Regions from separate parts of the Sus scrofa genome. Here region 2 is linked to region 1. A link is a contact called in public promoter capture Hi-C data. All regions are on one chromosome and are shown on one strand. The core of a region is the stretch at or near the end of the contact, and the rest is flanking DNA. Distances in the headings are between cores, read along the strand shown.

Region 1 (6,024 bases), core at 1,912-4,411:
GGGACACCCTGAAGCTGCCCTTCAGGACCAGACCTGCCTCCCAGCCCAGGACACCAGCAGGAAGAACGAGACAGCTCTGGAAGAGCTTGCCCCCCCCCCCACGTGTCTGACGGGACAGGAACACACGTGCCCCGAGGTGGCCTGCAAGCAGCCTGCATCAGCCCCGATGTCCTTGAGTAGCCGAAAAGGGAGGGGAGTTCTGGCTTTTTTGTTCTTGTTTAAAACCACTTGTGTTTTTAGCCTTCGGACTACTCAGATCCTTGGAGTAAAGTAATTCATCCCACTTGTCCTGAACTTTTCTTTCCAGCTTCAAAAGATACAATACAAAACAGTACAGCAGAACCTGCTAAGAAGCATGTTCCTTTTGACCAGCCCTTTGCGACAAACACTTGAGCCTACACTGGGTTCATATTTAATCATCACATCCTAAGGGGATCCTGAGCAAATGCCAGGAAAGTCTTATTTTTAGAGCTACTACCTCCAAAAGAAAAGGAAGAAGGCATGGCAAAATGTGATTATATTTCTGATTTACAAGTATAGGCTCTGGATCAGAAAGATATAGGAAATATTGCAAATGGAGACTGATTTTCTTATCCATAAAATAAAGACAGACCAAGGATCTACCTACGTACAAGATCAAACAGATTAAAGACAAAATAGAATAAGATGTGGGTGTAACCAGAGATTCTCATACTGAGTGAAGTCAAGTCAGAAAAAGACTTCACTTATATGTGGAGTCTACAATATGGCACAGATGAACCTATCTACAAGGCAGAGACAGAGAACAGACTTGCGGTTGCTGAGGGGAGGGAGGGGGTGGACTGCGGGTTTGGGGTTAGTAGATGAAAACCATTACTTCTTTATTTTATGGCTACACCTGCACCATAAGGAAGTTCCTGGGCTAGGGGTCAAACTGGAGCTGCAGCTGCCGGCCTACACCACAGCCACAGCAACACCAGATCCGAGCCACATCTGTGACCTACGCACCAGCTTGTGGCAACACCAGATGCTTCACCCTCTGAGGAAGGCCAGAGAATGAAGCTGCATCCTCACAGGACTGTATCAGGTTCGTAATCCACTTGCCACAATGGGAACTCCTAACTATTACATTTAGAATGGATAAGCAATGAGGTCCTACTGTATAGCACAGGGAACTATATCCAATCTCTTGGGACAGAACATGATGTAAAATAATATTTAAAAAAGAATATATATATACACATATGACTGAGTCACTTTGTTGAAGAGCAGAAATTGGCATTAACACTGTGAATCAACTATACTTTAACAAAAAATAAATAAAAGACTAGAAAAAAGAATATGACGGCATTAAGTGACATTGAGCCTCAAGCTAATGGGTGGTAGGGACTCTGAATTTACTGCTGGCCCACTACGGCCACCTTGCCCTCTGGCACACAGCGAACCTCAGTGGTGTCATTCCCCCAGAATCCTGCATTATCATCACATAGGAAACACCCCTGGCAAGTGGGGTGAAGCCCCTCATCACAGGACATGCCACTTACCATCGTGTAACTCTGCTCAGCGTCCAGGTACTTTTTATACTCCTGGTTGAGTTTGTCAAAAACAGTGGCTATCACAGGCAGCGTGGCTCTGTCAGACTCGGTCAACACTGGAAGGAGGCAAGGTTCACCCAGGTCGGCCAACTGGGCGTCAAGGTCAGAACTCCAGCACGGTGCTGTGAGAGAAGGGACGCATCCCCAAGGGGCGCCGGGTGCTGGGGGACATGGGGCCTAGAAGGTGCTCACCGGCCCTTACTGGTTACTTACTAAAGCAGCTGTGGATGCGTCAGAAGGTCTCATCAATATAAATGTCACGAGTGACCTGGATTCTGTTTTCAAGCTGCAGGGGGCAGCGCGGGCGGGGGGGGCTCTACCCTCACACATGCCCACGTTTAGGTCTGTGTTAGTCTTTTCCACCCAGGTCTCTACAAGTCGTTTTCATACTTAAGAGCCTTTCCCAGGGGTTCAATGACCCCCCCTTCGAATGACGACTGAAGCTGCAGACAAGATAATAACGTGGCCGATGTCCCAGTGGGCAGCACAGGAGAGATCCCACCCACTTACTCTGCGCACACACAGACAGAATAACCATCTTGCAGTCCCTCCTCTGCAGGAGGAAGTCCATGAGTCTTCCTTTATCTGGCAAGAGGTTCACTATGGGCTGAAGTTTCACCTGCAGGTTCCAGAGGTAACCTGGATCGAGGGGTGGCAAACAGTGTGACGTGAACCAGAAGGAAAGCCCCAAAGGTGGCTCATGGGGGAACTGCCACAAACACAGTCCTGGCCACTTCCCACTAACCAGAGCGCAGGTGGCGGCAGCGGAGGTCAGGACACGCCTGGCATCAGCAGGCCTGGCAGCCAAACTCGTGACCCTGCACGTCCTCAACAGAGGCGCTACTAAACCTGGGGCCACGAGCTTTGAGCCGCGCCTCCCCCACACCTGACCCCCTTTAACCCTGAAGGGAGGAAAAGGTCCACGTGGGCATTGACTCCGGTCCTGAGCCCCAGGTGCTCTGGCACTGGCTCACCATCAAAAGGGAACTCCTGAGGCTCCCAAAGGAACCCCAGAACTCATCAGTCCACCAGCCCACGAGTTTCCTGACACCCAAACTGCTGGGGAGGCCAGCAGTGCCTTTCGCAACTGGGAATTCTCCATGAGGGAACTGAAGGTGCCCCTGGAAATGATCCGAGGGGTCCCCTTCTCCACCCTCCCGGGGCGGGCCCCAAGCTGCACCCCTTGAGGGTGCACGGCCTTCTAAGAGGACGAGTCCCTGACCCACCTTGGCTGGCGCTGATGATGATGTCAGGTTGAAATACAATCCAGGACGAAGAATCTACACGTTATAGGAAATTCTAAACCGGCAAGAGAGGCAAACAGAAGGCGAACCCAGTTCCGATCCGCACACTCCCCGCCCCGTTTGCTGAGGCCCATCCCGGTGCCTGGCCCTGACCCGGTATGGGGGTGGGGGCTGGGACCACCCTTAGACCCCAGCAGAAGCAGGGGTTGACAGTGGTCCCCTGCCCCCGCCAGCCAATGCCTCTGGAAAGGATACAAAGTTTACACGGGACGGGGGACTGGCTGGTCACGGGAGCAGGACCTACAAACGGAGAAGACACGTGTTCGAGGGCTGGCGACGCAGCCAGAAAGCGCTGCCAACGCTGGGATGGAAATGTCACACTAGTCTCTCTAAAGCCTTCAGTAAACGTTCATTCGACTGTAGTTAAATAAGAAATGAACTGTCACATCCCACTGATAACACACCTACAAGGAGGAAGGGGGCGTCAAGAACAACCCATGAACACATGTTGCCAAAAAGGGGAAAGCAGTCAAGGCTCCATTCACAGCATTTTCTTTCTTAATAACCAAATGACTCCCCCTCGTTCACACACATGCATTAAAGAAGTGAGAAGTTTACCTGGGTGATTCAGAATCACATACTCAAGATGATTCACTGAAACTATTCCAAATAAAGGTATCTTGTGGTTTAATTATCTAAATAATTAGCTCAATTCTCCACTGCTCAGAGTAGGTCCAGGCAGAGATCTCATCTGGGAAACAGACCCCCAAATCCTCAAGTGACAGGGACTCAGAACAACCACTGACACTGCTCATGTGGGGGATGGGGAGGACGGAGCTTAGTGAACTTGAGAAACAGCCTGCAAACTAAACACCACTATCCCTAGTTCTGTTCCAGGTACCCAGATACACTAGGGAGATAGGTTTTTTTGCTTTTTAGGGCCTCACCCAAGGCAAATGGAGGTTCCCGGGTTAGGGGTCCAATTGGAGCTGCAGCTGTCAGCCTATGTCACAGCCACAGCAATGCAGGATCCGAGCCGCATCTGCAACCTACACCACAGCTCATGGCAATGCCGGGTCCTTAACCCACTGAGCGAGGCCAGGGACTGAACCCGCAACCTCATGGTTCCTAGTCAGATTCATTTCCACTGCACCACAACGAGAACTCCGGGAGATAGGTTTTAACTTGCTGGTTAGAAAAGGAGGGACTTTTTGGAGTTCCCGCTGCGGTGCAATGGGATTATCGGCAGCATTTGGGGAGCACTGGGATACAGGTTCAATCCCCGGCCCGGCACAGTGGGTTAAGGATCCAGGGTTACTGCAGCTGTGGCTCAAGTCAACTCTGGTTCAGATCTGATCCCTGGCCCAGGAACTCCAAAAAGAAAAGGTGGGGAATTTTGAACAGACCCCTGAATAGAGGACAGGTCCAGGTCAGACAAGCAAAGGCAAAGAACACCTGCATTTGGAACCTGTGAGTGAAGATCTTACACGTGGGCCTTGATCCTGGCTGCCCATCACGTGGACTTATGCTCTCAGGTGGCTTTGGTTTTGAAAGCCCCCACCCCCACCCCCACCCCCACCGCCAGGAGATCCTAATGTGTAGGCAGATGGAGAGCCACTGTTGGAAGAGACCAAAACCAGAAGGAGAAATGAGGGTGGCTGGCTCTTTCCAAAGCTGCGGGTCTCATCTTTCAAAAGAGCCCAACAAGCTCTTCCTGATGGCATACCTGTGACAGCACAGGTGGACAAGATGCAAAGATGCTAGAAGCCTACAAGGGGCTCACAGTTCAGTAGGAAAAACAAAAGTCATTAACCCCCCAAAACCTTTGCCGACTCACTCTCTAGAAGCCCAGAGTTATATGACCCTTGAATTCTTATTAACTTTTGGGTTTATTTTGACCAGCCAGCCAATCAGAACCTGACTGCCTTCCAATGGGTCCCAAACAACTGGAAGACAGCCGAGAGTTTGCAATGTTTAGAGCTGTTTTTCCCCCAATTCACCGGCCGTTACCTTCATGCTTAGTGGCCGGCAGACATAAGCCAATCATTTGACACAATCTATTCTTTTAATATTAACATCACTATGTGGGAAAAGGAAGAGGCTAGAAAGAACAGAGGCAGCCAAGAGACCTCATCAAACATGAGAACTACAGCTGAGGCTGAAACAAGGTGGGTTTGAACTACACAGATCCACTCATACAGGAATATCTTTCGGTAGTAAAAACCACAGAACTACACGATCTGTGGTTGGCTGACCTCCTGGACATGGAAGCTTGGATACAGAGGGCAGACCACAAATTATATGCAGATTAGCCCCCACTGTTCGAGGGTCAACTGCAGCTTATTCTCAAACTCTGCTCAGCTTCTGGCTGATCCGATGACAAGACTGGGTGGGCAGGCTAAACTATGAGCCAAGGCCTGATTCGCTTATTCCCTGGGACATGGACAGGGACGGGGACATCCTGAGTGCAGGCAAGGCCGACCCACCAAAGCTGTCTGATGGGTGTGCTTCTTAACAAAACACTCCTCCCAGAGTTCTCCTGTGGCTCAGTGGGTTAAGGATCCAGGGCTGTCACTGCAGTGGCTTGGGCATGGGTTCGATCCCTGGGCCGAGAACTTCCACATACCACAGATGTGGCCCAAGACAATGTAAAATTAAGTTGTGATGTCTTTAAAAAAGAAAGTAGTTCCCATTGTGGTGCAGCAGAAATGAATTCAACCTGGAACCATGTGGTTGCAGGTTCAATCCCTGGCCTCACTCAGTGGGTTAAGGATCCGGCATTGCCATGAGCTGTGGTGTAGGTTGCAGACGCGGCTTGGATCCAGCACTGCTGTGGCTGTGGTATATAGGTTGGCAGCTACAGGTCTGATTAAACCCCTAGCCTGGGAACCTCCAAATGCCTCAGGTGTGGCGGGAGGGAAGGGGAGGAAACACTTCTCTCAGAATTTCAAACGTATACCTTCTGGAGTTCCCATCGTGGCACAGCAGAAATGAATCCAACTAGGCACCACGAGTTTGCAGGTTCGATCCCTGGCCTCGCTCAGTGGGTCAAGGATCCAGCGTTGCCTTGAGCTGTGGTGTAGGTCACAGATGCAGCTTGGTTCTGGCGTTGCTGTGGCTGTGGTGTAGGCCAGCAGCTGTAGCTCCAATTAGACCCCTAGCCTGGGAACTTCCACATGCCGTGGGTTTGGCCCTAAAAAGCAAAA
Region 2 (5,828 bases), core at 1,021-3,520, 54 kb before region 1:
GGTAAAAATATGTTGTCAGGCATAAAAAGATTACCACTAATCACAAAGAACAGGCATCTCAAGTTAATGATTGCATTACTTTTCTAAGTTTGGGAAGATGAAAGAATCTGGAGTCTTTGGAAATTTTCCTTAGATATGCATCTTAACTACCTAGTGGCCAGTATATCTTATGCACAGAAAGCTTTGTCTTTTTTTCCATCCTGAATTCCCCTCAGGGTTCGTACAGTAGCAACTGCAGTGGCTAATGGCTTAATCCTTGTAGAAGTAGATTATGAGCAACTTTTTTTCCTTTACACACCTTAAAACAATTTTCAGAGAGGGAGAAAATGCACCACTATGATTATCCATAATGGAGGATCATAAATGATATTTTCTTGTAAATTGTAAACTTTTGTGTATTTTTCAAAGTTTCTATTACTATTCAAAGTAATTTGTAAGCATGGATTACTTTATCAACAACAAAAAAATCTTTTAAATATATGATCATTTATTTTTCAAATATATGCTAGGCTTTTGGGTACTGTTGAAGCTGTACAAAAAACAAAAGCAGAAAAAAAAATATGTCTAAAAAATCTTTTTGTTATTATTTTGGAGAATAGTGGACATAATTTGTCCAGTATCAAAATTTCTGCCCATCCCAGAAATATCTCATACGGTGCTTTGAAGTTTCCTTCACTCAGGAGGGCTGGTTAAACCACAAAGAACTGGCTTCACTTCCTAGAGTTTCTGATTCAGAGCATCCAGGGTGGAGCCCATAACTTGAATTTCTAACAGATCCCCAGGTGGTGCTGCTGCCAATGGTTCAGTAATAGCATTTTTTTTTGGCGGCCCCTGGGGCCAGGAATGGAAACCATGCCACAGAAGGGACCCTAGCCCATGCAGTGACAATGCCGGATCCTTAACCTGCTGAGTCACAAGGGAACTCCTCAGTAACAATATTTTCAGTACCTCTGCAGGAAGCCTGATACTTGATCATCAGGGCGAGCACTAAGAGCCTGAGAGCAAGCAGTGCATGAGGCTAGGAGGTCATCATGGAAGATCTAGGGCTGATGGTCCAGAGGAGATTCCTATAGTTTCAATACCCAGCCAGTTACGTGGACTTTTCAGAGCAGGCAGAGGCGGTCGGGAGGCAAGTCAGTGACTGAATCAGCCACTTTGTAGAGTAGGAATGAGAACATCAGCTGTATCGTGGTCCTAACTCAATTGGAGTTGATCATTGCTACAGATGGATAGTCAACCTTTTCATTGTAAATTGGCTTCTACTGTGGGAAGAAGAAATTCTTTCCTCCATTTCCTTAACTACAAAATCGAAATGACTTATGCTTTTGAGTGCTCTTAATAATTGAAACCTGAGGAGAAATGTTACCAGAAATGAATATAATAATAATAGGTATTAAAACCAAAAAAGATTATCTCAACCAAGTGTAAGACTCAAAACCCAAGATGCTTCTTTTTTTTTACTTTCGTGATAGTTCACCTAGAACCTAAAGGACTCTAGTCCCACCCACCAGGGGTGATTTGGGGGTGGAGGGGGCTCTTGTTCCGGCCGCCGGTTCTCTGTCACGCTCGGTTCCCCCAGCAGATGGTGCAGTTCTAGCGCTTTTACAAAATGGGCTGAGCAGATAGAAAACAGAGATTGGGTAGCTCAGAGGCATCGCCCACTGCCACGCTCCGCCCATCGAACTGTCAGATCACAACACTGTCAGGCCACTACGTGGCACCGCCCCCAGCTTTGCTAGAAGTGTCCAGACACGGGTTTCCTTTTGGGTGACTGGGTTTGGAAGAAAAGCTTGCTCCGGGTGCTAACTGGGGACGAAGTAAACACATATTCCTCTGAGAAGTGGGGTCTCCATTGAGAAAACGGTCCCCAAGCATTCCCATTTACTAAAACCTTCTCGTCCACAGTCTCCAATCCAGGAAAGACAAAAAGGGGAGAAATGAGTTGAAGCATCAAACCCACACATCGATGGGACAACTCAGAAATATCCTTTTCAGGCCGGATTCCAAAGGTTCAGCGGCTCAAGTCGGGGCGTCCCCAACCCCTTGACGTGCCCCCAGGCGCAGCAGGGCGGAGAAGCGCAGAGCCGGCACTTGGGAGGGTGCCGTGGCCTCACGAGGTCGGGTCCCGCTTAGCCCCGCCCCTGTCCCGCCCAAGACGAGTCCAGGGCGTCCCGGCAGTGGCTCCACCCAGAAGTGGGAGGGGCCGACGACGCCTTCCTTCCTGACCTGCGCGCGCAGCCAGCCGGCTCTGGTGTCTGTTCCCTCCCTCAGCCGGCGCGGCAGCCTGAGACGTCTCGGGACGCTGAACCGGACTGCCAGCTGAACCTCGGACGTCCGCCGCCCGGCGTCGCGGCAGCATGAGCGCGCGCGGCCCGGCCTTCGGCCTCCTCCTGCTGCTGCTCTGCCCTGTGCAGGTGAGCGGATGTCCGCGACCTGGGCGGGCTCTGGGGGATGTAGTGGGGCCGCGAATCGGGGAGGGTGGCGGGCTGTGCTGCGGCTTAGACGCCTCCGGTCCCAGAGGGGACCAGCCGCTGGGCGGCTGAAGAAGTTGGTCTAGCGGTGGAGCTCCTGGAGATGCCCCCCGCCCACCTCTCCCGTGCCTTCTGTCCACGCACATTTCCCTGTGGTCTGGAAGATGGCTACTGAAAGCTGCCTGTTTGACCTGTCTTGAACCCATTCCACCTGTGGTCACCTAATTTATGGGTTTAGGATGTGGAATCAGAGGGAAGGAGGAAAGTGGGTAGAGAGGGTAGGGTTCTTATTTAGTCTGCCTTTTTCCTCCTCTTAATTCTGCCACATGCACACGAATTCTTTATAAATTTATTTAGAAGATCTGACCACTTTATGTTTCTTTTTCTCCTTCCCTAAAGCTGAGGGTGGGAGAGGAGGTAAAGGAAACTATCCATTTAGGCACCAAATTGGAGCAGACCTAAGTACTTTATGTATGTCAGTGTGATCTTCTAAAGAGCGCAAGTGACTTCTTATCCGCTCCCTTTACGTCTTGAGAAACAGGCTCACAGGTGTAGTGGCCATTGAATTTCGTCTTGTCACATTACTAGCTCTGGAGAGAATGGGGCCTGGAGCTCCGAGTCCTGACTCCCTGGGTCGGCTTTCCTTTGGTTTAATAGCCTTGGGCCTCAGCCCTTGCTGCTGTTTGTGTCTAGAGTGTTCTCTTTTAAAACTGTGGAAGTCAGGGGGAATGTCTAAGGATGTAGTGCTGATTAAACCAGATCCAGATGAAGGAATGAGCCTCTGGAATCCCCTGCCCTGGTGCCCACTCATGGGTGTGTCAGTGATGAGGGGTTAGTGAGTCATAGGGGAAAGCAAACGAAGGGGTTTCCTGTACTAGAAAAACCTCTCCTTGGACTTCTGCATCCTTCTCAGAAGGAGACAGGTGGTGCTGACCCAGGAGAGGCCTCCTGGCTGTGCCTGCGGTGGGGGGCTCACCCTTCTGGTGCCTGGATGTGATGGGAGGCGGAGGAAAGCAAGTTTCAGGCAGGTGGTTTGGAATGGGGTCAGCTGGTAGACCACCTGCTGGCTCTTGGGCTTTGCACACTTTATTCTTTCAAGTCTAATGTTTTCCGAAGATAAATAATACCTCACATGACTAGTAATGTGATATGTGGAGAGACCTCATCACTGTAGTAAAAACTCAGGAAATAGTAGCAGTTAGTTGCTTTGAAAATAGAGTGATTCAGTTTCCCTTGAGTTTTAGGTCAGGGTCTAATAGGCAGGCTTTGCATTGCTAAGTAGCTTTTATCTCGGAAATCCTTTTACCTCAAGGTAGTGGCCAAGGCTGATGGCCAGTGAGGGCCTCTTCTCCTAGGACTTTTGAGACAGGTCAGAAGTTGATCATAAGTTTCTTGCAAAACTCCTTGAGAGGGTTTGTAAATATGAACTGGAAATGCTTTTGTTATTTTAGGATTAACTCCCTCTTGTCTACACAGGCTTTCAGTACACCCAAACAGAGAGCAGGGCTGGTGGTAGGACTCCCTGCTTTTAGAATTCTCACTGATGACAGCAGCTCGTCTGGGTTCAGTGTGAGCTCTAATAAAGTTCTGTTGCAGAATTCCAGACTAACTGTCCTCCATAAGGTCTGAAATATATTTTGGGGGGATTTTTGCCCTCCTTAATTTTTTTTTTTTTTTGGCTTTTTAGGGCCGAATTCTCGGCATATGGAGGTTCCCAGGCTAAGGGTCCAATCGCAGCTGCAGCTGCCGGCCTACACCACAGCCACAGCAATGCAGGATCGGAACCACAACCGCAACCTACACCACAGCTCACAGCAACGCTGGATCCCCAACCCACTGAGTGAGGCCAGGGATTGAGCCTGAAACCTCATGGATCCTAGTCCGGTTCGTGAACCGCTGAGCCACAGCAGGAACTCCTGCTCTCCTTAATTTTTAATTTTTATAGATGATGAAATAACATTGCTACACTGCATGATTTTCAGACCTCATGCTTATCCAAATAATATGTGCAGTTTTGAGAAATAGTACATGTCTCTCTTGACTATAATTTTCTTGAACCTGGACCCTAATGAGGCCTGGGTAGGTATTAAGCCGTCAAAACTACTTTTCCTGGAGTTTCCGTTGTGGCTCAGTGGTTAACAAATCCGACTAAGTACCATGAGGTTGCGGGTTTGATCCCTGGCCTTGCTCAGTGGGTTAAGGATCCAGCGTTGCCGTGGGCTCTGGTGTAGATTGCAGATCCCTCATTGCTGTGGCTCTGGCATAGGCCGGTGGCTATAGCTCTGATTAGACTCCTAGCCTGAGAACCTCCATATGCCGTGGGTGCAGCCCTAAAATAGACAAAAAACAAAACAAACAAACAAAAAAAACTACTTTTCCTGAGGAGGTTGGGAATGGATTGATCTTTGGGCCTGAGAATATTGAGGAATAACCCTCTGAAATTGGAGCAAATGTGGATAATCTTTTCCAGTCTCTCCTATCCCTTGATTGATGCTATGATCAATTATCTTACTAATGTAAGTAATCAAGGGAAATGGCTTTTTGTTTGGTTTTGTTTTGCTTTGTTTATTATCAGCAAGTGCGCAGAAAGAAAATGACTTGCTGAATAGGTCTTTGTATTCCTTCAGTGTTTGTCCTGTTACCCAGAACAAAGATTCCTCTTTTCCTGTGTAACCCGTGCCCTCCCAGCACTCCTCCGAAAAGGGATGCTTTTCAGGGTGTTTTACAGATGACACATTACCTGTGTGGAAGCTGGAGTGAGCCAGCTCTCATCTTCTCAGGTGCCCCGTCTGCTTTTTCACCCACAGCTCTGTGAAGGGCACCTGCTCTCCAGCCACATAAACTACTTGCTGTTCAAACCCTGCCTGTCTTCCAAGGCCCAGTTCAAAAGCATCATCATCTGTGATATTGTCATCCTGCCCCCTCAACTAGAATGCCTGCCCTCTGAAGTTCTAAATTTTTGTTTAAACTGCTACAGCAGTAGCATTTACTGCCTGGCAAAAGACTTTTGAGTTTTTTAACTCTGGAGAGTTCTTGACTCTTCCTCTTATGCAAGACTGTCTCCTCGTCTGTAAGATGGGCTTAACAACTCTGCCTACATCTCAAGTTGTTTGTGGAAGACAGGGAAATATTGTTCGAATTGAACTCCCAGACGACAGGCTTCTTGAGGGCAAGAATCCTATTTTACCAGCTCCAACACAGCCTGGCCCTTTTACCCATCTCAACCGGCCAATCACTGGGGCTTCATGGATTTGGAGGAGGGGGAGAGGGATTCAGAGGCTAGCAGAGATGAGAATTGGATGCGCATTTGGTGTCTGGGCGATTGAAAAGATCAACTGTGCCCCAACAGGCTTCCTT

What was found. Promoter capture Hi-C pulls out the DNA fragments that hold promoters and counts their contacts.
Region 2: a contact with region 1 is called in a promoter capture Hi-C map of liver, with 4 times the contacts expected there. The contact joins the promoter of NPC1 here to the enhancer-like site in region 1. A contact is called at or near these places in 2 of 5 promoter capture datasets (fetal liver and liver), 29 of 47 Hi-C or Micro-C datasets (adipose tissue, alveolar macrophages, blood and 12 more) and 2 of 2 datasets of contacts at active chromatin or transcription factors (alveolar macrophages and skeletal muscle).

What each region holds. Positions count from the first base shown.
Region 1 is chr6:108,393,453-108,399,476 of Sscrofa11.1, reverse strand. C6H18orf8 reads right to left here. Exons shown (of 18, transcript XM_021096181.1): 11 at 3,074-3,118; 12 at 2,801-2,854; 13 at 2,085-2,213; 14 at 1,524-1,630. Among named protein-coding and RNA genes, the nearest start is that of C6H18orf8, 20 kb to the right of the region's middle. Within about 2 kb of position 3,161, at least 1 of the 83 cell types and tissues checked has an H3K27ac peak or open chromatin away from gene starts, as enhancers often do. A contact at or near this core is called in liver, where this site is marked.
Region 2 is chr6:108,446,928-108,452,755 of Sscrofa11.1, reverse strand. NPC1 (NPC intracellular cholesterol transporter 1) reads left to right here and starts at 2,270. Exons shown (of 26, transcript NM_214322.1): 1 at 2,270-2,414. The coding sequence starts at 2,358.